Linked DNA regions of Sus scrofa: region 1 is linked to region 2. Evidence: chromatin contacts called from public promoter capture Hi-C data. All regions are on one chromosome and are shown on one strand. Each heading gives the region's core, a stretch centred on a gene start, on an enhancer-like site or on the middle of the called end of the contact. The rest is flanking DNA. Distances are from core to core; before and after follow the strand shown.

Region 1 (5,417 bases), core at 2,135-4,634, 320 kb after region 2:
GTCACTGAATTTTTTTTTTTTTTTCCTTTTTAGGACCACACCACAGCATATGGAAGCTCCCAGGCTAGGGGTCAAATCAGAGCTACAGCTGCTGGCCTGTGCCACAGTACACTGACGCAGGACCCAAGCCATGTCTGTGACCTACACCACAGCTCACAACAACTCCAGATTCTTGAGCCACTGAGCAGGACCAGGGATCGAACCCACATCCTCATGGATACTATCCAGGTTCATTTCCACTGCATCATAACAGGAATTCAAGGTTATTGAATGTTAAAAATAGTCTGGCTTGCTCTTCTACCTCTAAAATCAGCTGTGGCCACTTGGTGTTGGACGACCCCCTAATGAAGCAAAACCGCCAAATGCACCAGCCCATGGCCACCTATGACTCAGGGGCCTCCTGAAGCTGGGGGGCCACCCAGACCCAGTGGGACCTACTCTGCCATTTACCTTTGGAATGGCCCCCTGGCCCCCAACTCATGCCATCTGCAAGCTCTGCCACAGAGCTGAGCAGGAAGAACTATTCAAAGCCCCAGAGCACTCTCTCCTGAGGGGTGGGTGTGCCACCTCCTGGAGCCACAGGCCAGCCAGCTGCCAAGGCCAAATATCACGGAAGGCACATTGTGTGCAGAAGGGCAGGGAGACAGGTGGGTGAGGACTGAGGGAAAGAAAATACCACAGCCCCACTGTCTGCAAGGCCAGCTGGAAGGGTCTGGTGGCCAGGCGGGTGGGTGGATAGCACACAGCAGGAGCTCAATCAGCACTTCTAAAACATGTACACACATAGACTGATGCACAGTGTTGACTGCAAACATGTACTTTAACCCTTCACTTAGCCCAAGCTTCTGGGGAGGTGACCCCAAGTAGATGTGCCCTGTGATCCTGCCAGGCACACAGCCCCAGAAATGGGCTGCAAGCCACTTGTGGCTCCTTAACTTTCTAGGAGCCACATTAAAAAGAAAGAAACAGAAAATTAACTTCAATACTTTAATTTACTCGAAAGACCCCAATACATCATTGCAGCCTGTAATCAGCAAGAAAATTATCCATGAGGTGTCTGTTCCCATCTGGTGCCAATGCCTGCCAGTGCTGGCATGTGGTGTGCACACCATACTCCACCTTCCCCTTTCTGGGGCACTTTTTTTTTTTTTTTTTTTTTTTTTTTTTTAGCTGCACACACAACACGTGGAAATTCCTGGGCCAGAGAACCAGGGACCAAACCCAGGTTGCTGCAGTGACCACGCTGGATCCGTAACCCACTAAACTACAAGAGAACTGCAGGTCTTTTTAAAATGTGTGGTTTCCCTCAACTTCAACAAAAAACACATAACTGAAGCTAACTTCACTCAGAGACTGTGTCCTCTCTGAGATAAGCATCACCCCACTGTACTCGGAGCAGAAACAACCTCTCTGTGCTGGACAGCCAGGCCCCTAAGTGGGTTCCAGCCTTTGATCTGGAGCAACCTCACCCTAATTTTGTGGGAGGCCCAAGGCCAACTGGCCTGAACATTCCCATTCCACCCCTCAGCAGCCTAGGCCACCAAGGTGCCCCCCAGTCAATCAGTACTCACTCTGACAAGGTTCCTTACTTTTTCCACCCCAGATCCTGCCATTACCCAGGGGACCAGAGGTCTGTGTGGACAATGACCTGCAGCCCCAGAGAGCTCTAGCTCATGGCTGGCCTCTGCCTCTTCCTGCACAGCCCTTCACCTGCCCTCTATCCCCACTGGGCACCTCCCCAGGGGCTCTGTGTCCTCATACTTGGGTGGGTGGCTGCCCAGACCAGCAGGACCCAAAGCCAGAGCCCTCAAGTAGAAACAACTCTGTGGGGCCCAGCGCCCCATGCCTCTCCTGACCCTGGCCTGGGGCTTTGCCACCTCCAAGCCCTCTGTGGTGCTCCCAGCCCTGCACCCAACACACCTGCTGCCCAAACCCTCCTCCCTCTCCCTCCCACCAGGCCCCAGCTCAGGCCCTGCCCCCACCCTGCTTAGCCCTTGCTGCACTAGCTAAGCCAGTGCTGTCCTCCACAATTGGATGGGCTGCACTGTCCTCTGCCTTTGCCACTGTCTGTCTGGCCATCTCCCTCACTGGACCAAGAGCCAGTCCACCTTGCAGCCCCACTATGCCCTCAGCACTGAGTGGGCCTGGTACCCTGTCACTAAGCCAAGGAGCAGCAATAGAAGTTCTCTGCCCTGGTCTTTCCCTCCCTCTGCAAACTCGCCTTTAGTCCACCTGCCTCTCGGCTCCTCCTCTGCTCCCCTGGCCCAAGCTCCAAGCATACCTGGAACAGCAAGGTGGGTGATATGGGGAGGGGCACCCATGGGATCTCACACCCTCATAGACAGCTGGCTCTGGGCCCCCAGCCTCACCGTGCCTGGAGGGCACCCCCAGCTCAGGAACCAGGGAGAAGAAGGGACCCATGGTCTGACCTCCCAGGCAGCAAGTCCAGGGGGTGACAGTATCTAAGAATGCAGGTGTCCCTCTCACCTCAGGCTTTACTCTCCACAGCGCGAACTGTCCCTTCCCCGACCCTCAGGTGTCCTCCCCTGGGGCCAGGGCACCTCCGCAGAGCACACAAGTCATACCGGTAGTTAGCCTCTGGGAAGAGGGAGGTTGGGCCCATCACTGCTGTCACTAAGCTGCATGGTGGGATGGCCAGCCAGGTCCTGCTCTTGCAGCTCAATGCTGCTCTAGCTTTCTGGGGGCCATGGTAGTTTCCGTGGAAACAGGAGAGAGCACCAACCCCCAGAGATAAACTAATAAACGCAACCTTCAAAAGGAGAGAACAGGCAGCAAGAGAACCGGAGGGAACCGGGGGGCCCTGGAGAGAGAGGCGAGTGCGAGGCAGCTGGGCCGTGGAGCAGAATCGGAGAGGCCGCAGTCTGCCGGGCCGAGGAAAAGGAGGGCCTTGCAGGGGGGGTACAGTTCTTGGCAGAGAGAAAGGAGGCCTCTGGAGGTCGGAGAGAGACACAAAGAGAGCAGACAGTGTACATCAGTGAGGAGGCCTGCACTCCAGCACTCAAGGCCTCTCAGAATGGGGGCACAGTGCCTGGGGCCCTGGCGCTCCCACCCACAGGGCCTGACTGCCCCTCCACCCAATATCAGCCCCTTCTCAGGGTGTTTCTGGCCAAGGTTCTGCTGCCTTTCAGAGGGTTTCTAAAAATTGGGAGCAGAAGTGACAAGCAAGGAGAGTAAGAGCTCCACCACGTCACCCTGGTCACCAGCACTTGCTCATTTCTCAGCCATGACGGTCCAGACTGAGGTCCATCTGCAGCCCCAAGGATGGAAGCTTAGCTGTTGGGACTCCTGGGCAGGACTTGGGCCGGGTAGGGTGCAGACAAGGGGGCGCAGGAAGGTCTCTTCAGTTGAGGCGACAAGTGCCACGAGAACAGGAACCAAAGCCACTTTGTTTCCATGTTCATGGGATGAAGACAGGAATGCAGAGGTGGCAAGACGCCAGTGTACACAAGTCCCAGAGGAGGCCTGGTCTGCTTTGGCCACCCATCCTGCATCTACCTGATCTGGATGTGCATCCTCGAAGGTGGTAGCAAAGTTGAAGCTGGGGACAGGAGCCCAAAGGGCCAGCCCTTGGAGCAGTCCCGGGACAAAAGCAACAGAAAAGCCTGGCTACTCAGGGCTAAGCAAGCCCCGATGTGCCAGGCACTGCCCACCTCCCGCTCCCGCCCTACACCCGCCGCCCAGGCCCAGCTCTGACCTCGGGTCTCAGGCACGCTGGTCGTGGGCAGGGGCACGGCCACGGGGTCTTGGGGCTCGCTCGCCAGCCGCTGCCCAGCGCACATGGACTTCAGCATCTGGAATACGGCGAGGGGCGCCACGTTCAGCTTTAGCAGGTCCACCAGGATCCTAGAGAGAACAGACCCGGCGCGCGGTGAGCCTTCCTCGCCCGGGCCGTCAGTCCCCCGGAACCCCGAAACCCGACTCCGCCGCGCGCTCACTTGAACACTTCGGGGTCCATGGCGCCGCCCGCAGCCTGAGCCAGCTCGAACAGCTCCGTCTCCTCGGCGCTCAGCACCTTCTTCCGCCGCAGCGCCAGCTTCTGTAGGGCCGCTTCCAGCCCTGGTGGCGCCCCCGGCCCGGGCCCCGCGCCTGGCGCCGCCATCTGCTTGCGGCTGGGTCCCCCACCCGGTACAGCCCCGCCGCGCCCCCTACCGGCCCGCCGCGCCCTCCTCTCCCAGCAGCTCCCCTGCCATCCGGCGCTCAGATCCGGGCCCGGGCGGCGCCGGGCGTTGGAAGGAGACCCGCTCTTCGGCGACTGGTCTTCTCTACGCTCTCACGGCGGTGACGGCATCCAGAGTATCTCACGCTGGCATACCGTGGGCGATCAATAAATGCCCGTTGGACCCAGAGTGTACTGTTTCGCGCCGGGTCCGGTAGGAGGCGCGCCTCTAGGCAGTAACGCACAGGCCTTACGTGCACGCGCGCTCTTTTCCTAGGTGGGCGCCCCCTTGCGGTCCCATAAACCCACGGGACTACACTTTGCGCACGCGCCTTTTAAAGAAGCAGCCCAAAGAGAAAGCGGCGCTTTTCCCGTTTGTAAAGGGGAGGTGACGCCACGCGCAGCTTGATGACGACATTTCGGCGCCGGTTCGCCGAATGGCGGCCTCCATCCCTAAAGCGAGCGACCCTGTGGGTCTCTCAGGTGAGTGGCGGGAGTCGCGCGTGGTCTATCCCAATTACCTGGCGGCCACCTAGACCCTCTGCCCGAGCCGTCTCCGTTCCTACGCGAGCCCCGGGCCTCGGGCTGGGCCGGCCGGGAGCCGGGGCCCAGCTGCGCCTTCCCGCGCGCCCCGACCTTGTGGGCGCTCGGTTAACGTTCGCTGAACGAAGTGGAGCGGGGAGAGCCTGCGGCTCAGCGAGCGGTGTGGAGAGAGCAGGGGTGGATCCCGGCTCTATCTTTCCTCCCCGTGTGGACTGGCTTTGCGGAGACTTGGGTTCCTTGTCTGTGACATGAGGGCCCAGATGCTCCCTTGTCATGAGCAGCAGATGGGAGCACGCCTTTCTTCCAGCGCGCGGGCAGAGGGAGGCCCTGGCAAGACTGGCGCTACTGGCGCTGCGGGTCCCAGGAGGAACCCTGAAACCAGGTCGGGATCCTCTCTTGAAGGCAGCGAGGGCGGAGGTGGCGGGGGCGAAGTTCAGGCTTGGTGCACGGCGCAGAGGGACGCAGCAGCGAGAACCGGGGCGGAGAGACGCTCCTCTCTCCCCGAAACACCCTGATTGGGCGCCTAGGACTCATTCCTTCAGCCGCTGCCTCTGCAGACTGTGAGCAAGGAGCTAATTTCACCTTATCATCTCCAAACCTCTGCCCTTTGCAAACAGTTCAGGGTTTTATTCTGCTTTGGTCATTTTGGAATAGTGCACAATGTTCTCTTGACCACTTGGTTCAGGGCTTAAGCATT
Region 2 (5,004 bases), core at 2,079-4,578:
TGGGACTCGATGGAACCTGCACCTCTGAAGTGACCCAAGCTGCTGCAGTCAGATTCTTAACCCACTGCACCAGAGGGAACTCCTCTGTAAATATTTTGATGCATTTTCTTCATTCGCTTTTCTTTTCTTTTTTTTTTTTTTTTTTTTGTCCTTTATGCTATTTCTTGGGCTGCTGCTGCGGCATATGGAGAGTCCCAGGCTAGGGGTCGAATCGGAGCTGTAGCCACTGGCCTACGCCAGAGCCACAGCAACGCAGGATCCGAGCCACGTCTGCAACGTACACCACAGCTCACGGCAACGCCGGATCCTTAACCCACTGAGCAAGGGCAGGGATCAAACCCACAGCCTCAGGTTCCTAGTCGGATTCGTTAACCACTGCGCCAAGACGGGAACTCCCTTCATTCGCTTTTCCATGGATCAATATTTTGTATGCATTAGGCACATACATTCTGTAGTTTGCTTTTTCCCTATTTTTGGCTTAATATAATTTGCATGCTTCTAGATTGTAAAATGTCCTTATAAACACCATACATGGTGGCCTCTTAACATTCCATCATGTAGACAGCTTAACCAGTCTTCTATTGCCAGACATTTACTTTGTGCATGATGACTTTTTCATTATTATAAATGACATTTGAAAATATGATTGGAGTTCCCATTGTGGCGCAGTGGTTAACCAATCCGACTAGGAACCATGAGGTTGTGGGTTCAATCGCTGGCCTTGCTCAGTGGGTTAAGGATCTGGCATTGCCATGAGCTGTGGTGTGGGTCACAGACGCGGCTCTGATGCCACGTTGCCATGGCTCTGGCATAGGCCGGCGTCTACAGCTCTGATTAGACCCCTAGCCTGGGAACCTCCATATGCTCAAGAAAAGGCAAAAAGACCAAAAAAAAAAAAAAAAAAAAGAAAAGGAAATATGATCATACATTAATTTTCTTTTTTTTGCTTTTTAAGGCCACACTCCCCGCGGCATATAGAGGTTCCAGGCTGCAGGTTGAATCAGAGCTACAGCTACAGGCCTACGCCACAGCCACAGCAACACGGGATCCAAGTTGAATCTGTGACCTACGCCACAGCTCACAGAAACACCAGATCCTTAACCCACTGAGCGAGGCCAGGGAACGAACCTGAAACCTCATGGTTCCTAGTTGGATTCATTTCTGCTGTGCCATGCTGGGAACTCCTATCATACATTAATTTTCAAATGCCAATGAAACAAATGACCATTGGGTGTCTATTAAGCATCAGGTGTGCTCTTGACACCAGGATTCCAAACCCCAAGCTTACAGTGTGGTTAGAGAGACCTTTAATAATGCATGAAGTCTACAAATGAGGTTAATTTCCTTAGAACAAAATCCCAGAAGAGGGATTACTGATCCAAGTGTTGTGATCATTTTAAGGGATTTTTATTGTTGGCTCATCCTGCCAAATTCATGTTCAGGAATTTTCAGATAATTTATGTGCTTTGAACAGAGTCATTACCAGCCAGATTTCTGTCTGTATTTGAACATTATCTTTTTTTTTTTTTTTTTGTCTTTTTGCTATTTCTGGGGCTGCTCCTGCGGCATATGGAGGTTCCCAGGCTAGGGGTTGAATCAGAGCTTAGCCACCGGCCTACACCAGAGCCACAGGAACTTGGGATCCGAGCCGAGTCTGCAACCTACACCACAGCTCAAGGCAACACCAGATCCTTAACCCACTGAGCAAGGCCAGGGATCAAACCAGAAACCTCATGGTTCCTAGTTGGATTCGTTAACCACTGAGCCATGATGGGAACTCCTGAACGTTATCATCTGAAACTGATTTCTAATCTGTTAAAACAAACTAAAAAAGTAACTTCTTTTAATTTGAATATCTTTGGTGAGTAGGACCTTGACAGTTTCTCAGCGGTTTCTTCAAATAGTAGTTCTCCACTGAGCTCTGTTCCTGGGTTATTTCTTTTCTCCTTTACTGATTTTTTTTTTTTTTTAAGGGACACACCTGCAGCATATGGAGGTTCCCAGGCTAGGAGTCCAGTTGGAGCTGTAGCCACCAGCCTACGCCAGAGCCACAGCAATGTCAGATCTGAGCAGCATCTGCAACCTACACCACAGCTCATGGCAACACCAGATCCTTAACTGGCCGCTCAAGGCCAGGGATCAAACCAGCAACCTCATAGTTGCTAGTTGGAATCGTTGCCCCTGCGCCACACTGGGAACTCCTCCCCTTCACTTATGTTTTGATACTTCCTTTTTCATTAGGCTCTTACCATTTCTGGAATCTGTTTGTAGTCTGTTTCTTGGCTAGCACTGAGTCACTGCAGTAACTTTACAATTTGTCGTGAAGGGAAATGATAACTGGTTTTGGCTATTTATTCTTTCAGGTGAAGTTAGAATTATTTTAAAATCTCAAGAACCATCCTGCTAACACTGCAGTAAACATATATGTTAATTTGTTAGAACCGGGGCATAGTCAGCTTTCTCGACTGGAACCGAGACCCCACAGTCCTGGGTCCCTCTCTTTAGATGGTGAGCCCTTTCGTTTGGTGTCCGAAGTGGGGAGAGGTCCATCAAGCGACTCCTAAAACAGGGCCGCGGCCCCGGGCCCACCCCATCCCCTGCCAACAGTCTGGGTCTGGTGGGTTGGTCTGGGTGCTTCGCTTGACCCTGGGGGCTTGCGAGGGGCTGCGGCCACCGGAAAAGTCTGGCCGAGCACGGCGAGTGGCGACCTCCGCGCCCTCTGAACAGGTACGGCCGGCGCTGCTGCGCTGGGCCGCCGGGACCGGGGATAGGCGAGGGGGTTTCTTTTCTCCGGACGCTGACGGCCAGGCCAGCGGGCCGGACCACGCCGTCTGCAGCCCGCAGCTGCGCGGTGACGCTGGCCGCCAGCGGTGTACAAGGAGCCGGGCTGAGAAGGAGTAACTAACGCGGGGCTGCCAGGGGTCAGGGTCAGGCTCAAGGCGGGGTCGGCTCCGTGTTCGGGGGCTGGCCGTGGGCCTGTAAGTGCCGAGACCCCCTTCGGTGGGAGCGCAGCCCCGACGTTCCGAGACTGAGGTCGCGGCTGACCCCGCACCTGAGGAGGTGCAGTCGAACGCAGGAGGTCTGGGTCCTGCTCCTCCCGCGCCCCTCCTCTACGGCGCCGTCGTGCGGCACAAGCCCCGCCCCGGTTCCGCCCCCGACACTCAGGCCCCGCCCCCGCCCCCGCCCCGCCGCTCGCCCATTCAGATGTGGGTCAGGGGTGAGCGGGCGGCGCCGACGTCACAAGCTTCCAAGATGGCGCCAGGCGGGCGACTGTGAGCGGCGCTCGGGCGCGCGGGGCGGAGAGCCGGGCCGGCGGCGGGCGGACGGGGCGGGCGCGGGCGGCGCGGCGGCGCCGAGGACGAGGCCGCGGGAGGGCTGGCCGGCCGGCGGGCAAGCGCCGCCGCCGACGCACACGAGGTGAGGTGCGCTGGGCTTGGGGCGCGGGCAGTGGGCGGCGGGCGCGCCCCCGGGTAGAGGGGCGTGGGCGGGCGCGCGCTCGGCGACGTGGGGCTGCGCGCGTGGGAGGGGGCGGGACCCCCGGCCTGCCGGCCGCTGGCTGTACTGCCTGTGGCGCTTCGCGCTTTGTGGTCCCCGCATGTTGGGCGGGCAGCGGGGTCCGGGTACAAAGCCTCCGGCCGCGCGGGTGTGCGGCGTGGGGACGGCGGGCGGGCGCCGGCTCTTTGTGCCTTTTCTTCAGTGGTCTAATCCGAGCAGTGTCCGGGAGCGGCGCTGCCTGACAGGCGGGCTCCCATTATTCTGGAGGCCGTGCGCCTGCCGCCGCCCCTCACAGGGGGTTTCGCGGTTTCCACAACTGTGGCCCCGCTCCGTCCGCGTCCCTTCCCTGCCCCCTCCCCGCGGGAGGACGGCTGCGCGCGGGCAGGGCAGGGGCAGGCCTGGAGGGGCCGCTCCCCGAGGTCCGGGCCTGCGTCTGGTGGGCTCGCTGCCCTGCCCCCAGATCTCTCCCGTAGGCAGCGGCTTGGCAGGAAGAGAGATGGGCTTGGGGGAGGGGGTCTCTGGCAGGGGGAGGGAGCTGAAGGGCCCCAGCTTGTCACTCTCTGTTTATCTACTGAGCTGGTTCATATTCACTCTGGCTTAGTTGGGGTGGGGGGAGGCGGGGATGCCTCTCCCCGGGGGGTGGCGACTTAAAGAGGAGGGAACGTGGTCCGATAATGCTCCCTGCGGCCCCACCCAGAACAGCGTGGTACTGCCTGGGGAAGGGAGCCCAGTGAGGATCCGGATGGGCCGGAACGGTTTTGAAGTTATTTATCGGTGTTTCTCCTGTTCACCTCAAGTGTCTTTTCTAGTAAGAGTGGCCAAGCACATCTGGAAAGCTAGGTTCCCCCCCGCTCCCAGCAGGAGGAGTGTAACCCAGGGAGGCCACCCCTCTGACATATGTGGTGGTGGGGGGGAGGGGCAGAGCCTTGCCCATAGGAATCCTGTGGCTGTAAGATTGTTGACTGATGTGAGGATAGCTGTGCCTCTTGTGCTTGGGGGAGGGGGAGAGCTGGCAGGTAGCGGAGGGGCCTCCAGAGCTCTAGGCTGAACTTGGGGCTGTTCCCCAGGGACCCTGGCTGAAGGGATGGAGCTGGGTCGCCCAAACCCAGGACCTTTCTGGAGCTGGCATTTATTGCTTCCTGGCTCCTGGCTTTACTTCTTCCCCTCTGTTCCCATCTGCCAGCGTCTGGACTCCCTGGGCCTTTCAGCAGACATTTTCAGGAGCACAGGCCATGTGGCCGGTCTGTAGCCCTGGCTCAAGGAGCTGGCGTAAGCTCAGCAGAGCAGGGCCGCTGGAGTGGTCTGAAAAAAAAAAAAAAAAAAAAAAAATAGCAGATGGGCCGGCCTCAGGCTGGCCTCCAGAGACAAAGCTGTGTGGTGAGATTGCTGGTTTAGTGGCCTCTTAGCACCGAAGGGGGGCTGGGGGGATGGGAGGCGGATACTTGGGGGCCGAAGCGAGTCCTTTGGCCATGGAGTGGGTTGCCTTCCCTGCCTGTGAGTGAACCGGTG

Evidence for each region. Promoter capture Hi-C pulls out the DNA fragments that hold promoters and counts their contacts.
Region 1: a contact with region 2 is called in a promoter capture Hi-C map of fetal skeletal muscle, with 2.7 times the contacts expected there. The contact joins the promoter of SMPD4 here to the promoter of HIC2 in region 2. A contact is called at or near these places in 1 of 5 promoter capture datasets (fetal skeletal muscle) and 1 of 2 datasets of contacts at active chromatin or transcription factors (alveolar macrophages).

Annotation. Positions count from the first base shown.
Region 1 is chr14:50,660,104-50,665,520 of Sscrofa11.1, forward strand. It overlaps SMPD4 (sphingomyelin phosphodiesterase 4), which reads left to right and starts at 3,385. Exons shown (of 19, transcript XM_001929589.6): 1 at 3,385-4,660. The coding sequence starts at 4,586. It overlaps LOC100153925 (mitotic-spindle organizing protein 2B), which reads right to left and starts at 4,446. Exons shown (of 3, transcript XM_001929600.2): 1 at 3,957-4,446; 2 at 3,716-3,864. The coding sequence starts at 4,120.
Region 2 is chr14:50,344,247-50,349,250 of Sscrofa11.1, forward strand. It overlaps HIC2 (hypermethylated in cancer 2 protein), which reads left to right and starts at 3,329. Exons shown (of 4, transcript XM_021072792.1): 1 at 3,329-3,422.